Regions from separate parts of the Ovis aries genome. Here region 1 is linked to region 2. A link is a contact called in public Hi-C data. All regions are on one chromosome and are shown on one strand. Each heading gives the region's core, a stretch centred on a gene start, on an enhancer-like site or on the middle of the called end of the contact. The rest is flanking DNA. Distances are from core to core; before and after follow the strand shown.

Evidence for each region. A called contact is a pair of places that touch in the nucleus more often than the background predicts.
Region 1: a contact with region 2 is called in a Hi-C map of tail adipose tissue, with 3 times the contacts expected there. The contact joins two enhancer-like sites. A contact is called at or near these places in 4 of 16 Hi-C or Micro-C datasets (liver, mixed tissues, omental adipose tissue and 1 more).

The regions. Positions count from the first base shown.
Region 1 is chr19:6,888,374-6,891,179 of ARS-UI_Ramb_v3.0, forward strand. All of the region lies in intron 3 of CMTM7 (CKLF like MARVEL transmembrane domain containing 7), which reads left to right. Among named protein-coding and RNA genes, the nearest start is that of CMTM7, 49 kb to the left of the region's middle. Within about 2 kb of position 1,433, at least 11 of the 54 cell types and tissues checked have an H3K27ac peak or open chromatin away from gene starts, as enhancers often do.
Region 2 is chr19:6,690,107-6,692,806 of ARS-UI_Ramb_v3.0, forward strand. No RefSeq gene overlaps it. Among named protein-coding and RNA genes, the nearest start is that of TRNAG-CCC, 26 kb to the right of the region's middle. Within about 2 kb of position 1,270, at least 7 of the 54 cell types and tissues checked have an H3K27ac peak or open chromatin away from gene starts, as enhancers often do.

The DNA.
Region 1 (2,806 bases), core at 183-2,682, 200 kb after region 2:
GCTACCTTCTGTTGCCATGGAGATACGGCAGGCCTTTGGGTCCCACTTCTTCCCCACTGTAGGGCAGTTTCTGGACTGTAGCAGTGAACAGGGGCTCACAGAGGTGAATTTTTATTTTAAATTTTTAAAAGAAGTTATCCTGTTTTTTAAATTAACTCATTAATTGGCTGATTCAGATCTTAGTTGAGGCCCTCGGATCTTTTCCTTGCGCACTCGATCTATCTAGTTGCGGCATCAAGGCTCAGTAGCTGCAGAACACAGGCTTAGTTGCCCGAGGCATGTGGGATCTTAGTTCCTCAACGAGGGATTGAACCCTGGTCCCCTACATTGCAAGGCCGAATGTTTACCACTGGACCATCAACGAAGTCCCCAGATGTTGATGTTATGTGCAAAATATATATTAACATCTTAAGATGCACACTCTGTTATTGATGGCAAACACTGACAGTGGGAACCCCGCCTCACACAGCCCTAGGAGAAGGCTGGCCTTGCACCTTGCCTGGTCCAGGGAGGCACCAGGAATGCGAGGTGAACTTCTGAGAACCTTCCAGGATATCTTGGATGAGCCAGGCTTCCTCCACCTCCAGCCACCAAAAACAGGTAGATGAATGAGCAGAAGAGGCTACAGCCCCATTTAGCACCTTACTCCAAACGGCATGTAGTTAAGGTCACTCCTCTTATAGGCTGACTGCATTAGAAGTCAGTGTTATAAATGTAAGTGAATAATTTATATGGATGCCATATTTCCAGTTTTATATAATGGGATTTCATGCGTAGTTTCGACTGACAAGGGGGACTTCTCTGCTTTAAAAAAAAAAAAAAGCACTCCTTGAGCTGAAGGGAGCTGCCAGGCTGCCCACTAGACACCAGACAAATGGACAGGGCAACCAGTCCAGGTTGGAGAGGGCCAAACACCGGGAGAAACTTCCTCTGGAGGCCGCGGTGACCATACCTGGTGCCTCTGGACCTTGTAAGGAGACTGAGTCAACTGGTAGCTTCTTGGGGGTTCACTGCCAAGAAAAAGAGAACACGATTAACTCTATATAGAGTTGTGCAAAAAAGGAAACTCTAGTATGAAGTGTTGCGCCGGATTCAGTTCTGAAGAGGGATTAAATAGTCAATAGCCAGAAAGCTATTGATCTGGTCGAAACAAAAAAGGAGAAAGAAACGCCGGGCCGGGGATGCACGTGGAGGGGCGGCCGCAAGCGCCACCGGGGTCGCCAGAAGCCCCACGTGACTGAGAGAAGTAGAAATCTGGATTTTTAGGCCAAACAAAACTTGCGTGGGCTGGCTGCAGCTGGTTTGCAGAGCACCCCCGACTCCTAGCGGCGGTCCTCGGGCAGGCCGGGGAGGGGCGGGGGCGCAGGAAGTCAGTTGCTTCCTGCGCCCGCTCGGGCGGAGCCCTCCCCCGGGAGCCGGGTCCCCCGCCCGAGCCGCGCCTCTGGGCGCCGCCACTGCTCCCCGCGGGCTCGGCTTCCTTCTGCGGAGAAGCACCCGGCCCCGCCGGAGGCTGCTCGGCTCCCCGCGCCCGCAGCGCCGCCTTCTGGTGGCCGTGGGGAGCGCCGCCGCCGGCCCGGAGAGCCGAGACATCCGAATCCAGGGTTCAGGATCAGAAGCACAACTTGCAGGTTTTATTGGAACCTCAGGCACTCAGACGCATCATAATTCCCTAGTTCGTGATGCTCACGCGCTGATCACTGGCTTCTGACCACATTTAACTGTAACTACACGCTTCCCACCCCATCCCCGCTCCTGGTTCTCCTTTCTTTCGAAATCTCCATTCACCACACCTTTGCTTTTCTTACCGCATAATTCTAGTTTCGCTCGATGTATTGCCTAAAAAGTGCAGATGAGTACGGCAATTCTTTATAATTAAACGAAAAGGACTCCATGCCGTAGGTCATCCTTTCACTATGTTGCTGTAACAGACACACCACCCCCCGCCCCCACCTTGTTTCAGGCAACACTTAGCATCCTCTCAGCCCTTATTCGCGCCCTCTCTTAATCCAGCCAAGAACCGCGTGTCTGCCGCGCAAAGGCTGTGACCAGTTTCACTCCAGCGCAAGCACAGAGCTGGGCCGCAGGCTTCACGGACAGCTTTTGACTGCCACTCCAGAGCTTTCCTGTGGACCCTGCCATGGGTGTGCAGCCCGCAGTTACGGGAGAGTTCCTGCCCGTAGGGTGATGCTGGCTAATTGGACACAGCAGTCAGTGGATACATTTGTCCTCCTTACCTGAGACACACTGTCCTGTGTGTAGCCGCTCAGTCATACCGACTCCTTGCGACCCCGTGGATAGTAGGCCGCCAGGCTCCTCTATCCACGGCAGGCTCCTCTGTCCATGGGATTCTTCAGGCAAGAATACTGGAGTTGGTTGCCATGCCCTTCTCCGGGGGATCTTCCCAACCCAGGCATGAAACCCAGGTCTCTCGCATTGCAGGCGGATTCTTTACCGTCTGAGCCACCAGGGACGCCCAGACTGTCCTGAGGCAGATTTTATACAGTGTCTCCCATGGGACCCTGCAAACGATCACACAGAGTGGTCCATTCGGCAGCCTCCTACTGGCTTCACTGCCCAGGTAGGTAGTCCATCTGGGTCTGTGAGTACAAGTCAAAAATAGGCCGCCGCTGCACCAACTAACTGCCTTACTCAGGGGCCACCTTGGAAGACAGTAGTGAAGGTTGCTGAGCCCAGTGGTTGGAGCTCGGAGCATCTGACTCTTCCAAGGAAAGAAAATAGCCTGGAGGGAGCGATGAAAGGCCAGGGGCAACCCCCCACAGGCCCCGCAAGAAGTGGGCAGGCAGAA
Region 2 (2,700 bases), core at 20-2,519:
ATGGCCCTGCACTGGGAGTGCAAAGGCTTAGCCACTGGTCCACCAAGGAATTCTCAGAAAAGAACATGTTTAAAAAGAATGTATATATATGACTTCTCTGCTGGTCCCGTGCTTAAGATTCCTCACTTCCAATGCAGGGGACTCGGTCAGGGAGCGAACCAAAAAAAAAAAAAAAAAGGCACAGAAAAAAAAAAAGAATGTGTATGTGTGTGTGGGGGGGTGTGTGTTTCGGGGCTGTGGGTGTGTGGTGGTGGTGGTGGGCTTCCCTGGTGGCTCAGACAGTAAAAAATCTGCCTGCAGTGTGGGAGACCTAGGTTTGATCCCTGGGTTTGGAAGATCCTCTGGAGGAGAGCATGGCAACCCACTTGCCGGGAGAATCCTCATGGACAGAGGAGCCTGGGGGGCTACAGTCCATGGGGGTTGCAAAGAGTTGGACACAACTGAGCGACTAAGGCAAGGCCTGTGGGAGGTCCTTTTGAACCTTCTTTACATTATTTGCAGCCACCTGAGAGCTTGGGCTGCTGTGACTTATTGGAAGGTGTGGCCATGCAAGAATCAAAGGCCCCAGCTCCCTGAAATATACACCCAGCAGGGCACTCACGGGTGTCGGATCGCTTCTCGGGTTCTCTCCAGGGGTGGCTGAGTTGCTAAGCTGCTAACTTGACCTGCTTCTCTCATATGCACCGAGGAACCCTGCTTTATTTTTCAGGCAGCCAGTGCTAAATCTCTTGTGTTGGTGACACTTTGCTAATTACAGCTCTGAGATGCTCCCTATTACTTAAAACAGACTGCTTGGAGGGTTTTCATGCAGTCAGGAGTTCCCAAACCTGGGCAATTCAAAGTATGAGTCTGCTTTTGAGAGAGGACAGACCTTGCCTGACCCAGATTTCTTTCTTTCTTTTTTTTTTTTTTTTTTGCCTTTTGGCTGCATCATGTGGCATGTAGGATCTAGTCCCCCCCGCCGCCCCCCCCCCCGCCCCCCCAGGGATGGAACTCATGTTGCCTGCAGTGGAAGCTTGGAATCTTAACCGCTGGACCACCAGGGAAGTCCCTGACCCAACATTTCAAAGCTCTTTCTGCAGAGCCAGTTCTGCATCAACAGAAGCCAGGATCGCTTGCTCAGCGGCTCACAGTGGGGCTGGCTGTGGGCAATTACTCCTGTTTTTGATCTTTGCAGAAGACGTTTGCTTAATTTGCTGGTATACTGCTTCTCTGATCACATGACAAGTATGCGCCTGTGGGTGTGCGTCCTTGAGTCCTCTGTAAATAACAGCTTGTTCTTTTCTTTCAGCCGGTGCTTGCTTACTCCCCTACCCAGCCCTTCTAATGTGTTTAAACTGGCTTGTTGTAAATTACGGCTCTGATAAATAATTCAGTAACCTGAGCCCGAGTCCCTGCCTCCCAGAGGAGGGGGCATGTGCACAGCCCCCCACAACTTCTGAGCCAGCTCTGAGGTCCTTTGCAAAGTCCTGACCCTGCTCTTCTGACAGGGATTTGATGTGAACATCCTTTCACTTGCTCCTACCTGCAGGAGGGCCTATGCTCTTGGCGGTTCAGATAGCCATTTTCTTTGTTGGTTTCTGCTAGAAAACCTTCTGAGACAGCAGCCTGGAGTGTGTGTGTGTGAGAGAGAGAGAGGCAGAGAGAGAATATGAAGCAGTGTCCATGAACTGATCACATTTGATCCTTCTGCCTGCTTCTAGATCTGTCTGTCTCTCATTCTCACATACTATACCAGGTCTCTTTTTCTCCCCCTCTTGATTCTTTCCCTCATCCACCCACCTTGCTGCTGCTAAGTCACTTCAGTCGTGTCCAACCCTGCGCAACCCCATAGACAGCAGCCCACCAGGCTCCGCCATCCCTGGGATTCTCCAGGCAAGAACACTGGAGTGGGTTGCCATTCCCACCCACCTTGCTGCTGCTGCTGCTAAGTCGCTTCAGTCGTGACCGACTCTGTGCGACCCCATAGACGGCAGCCCACCAGGCTCCCCCGTCCCTGGGATTCTCCAGGCAAGAACACTGGAGTGGATTACCATTTCCTTCTCCAGTGCAGAAAAGTGAAAGTGAAGTCACTCAGTCGTGCCCGACTCACAGCGACCCCATGGACTACAGCCCACCAGGCTCCTCTGTCCATGGGATTTTCCAGGCAAGAGTACTGGAGTGGGTTGCAATTGCCTTCTCCTTGACTGACCTTAAAACACAACATTATTTATAATTCCACCTTAATTGAACTTAAGAACGTAATTGAAGTTCTAGTGTGTTCTGTTATTAAATGGCAGCAGATTAAAATGAATTCTTTTTTTCCTTAAAGAAAAGGGTGGTAATTTAAATGCGTTCTTATCATATTTTAGTGTCAAATTTCCATCATCCAGCATGATTCCACTTGTGTTTTAAATTATTTTTTTTTTTTTTGCGGTATAGCTGCTTTCTAGTGTTGTGTTAGTTTTCGCTGTACAGCCGAGTGAATCAGCTACACATATACCCCCTCATTTCTGGATTTCCTTCCCGTTTAGGTCCCCACAGAGCACTGAGTAGAGTTCCCTGTGCTGTGCACTAGGTGCTCACGAGTTATCTATTTTATGCGTATTATCAATAGTATATATATTAATATGGCAATCTCAATCACCCAATTCATCCCACCCTCATCCCACCTTTTTCATTTCACATTAAATCAAGAGCATTACCCCAGAGTATTATATA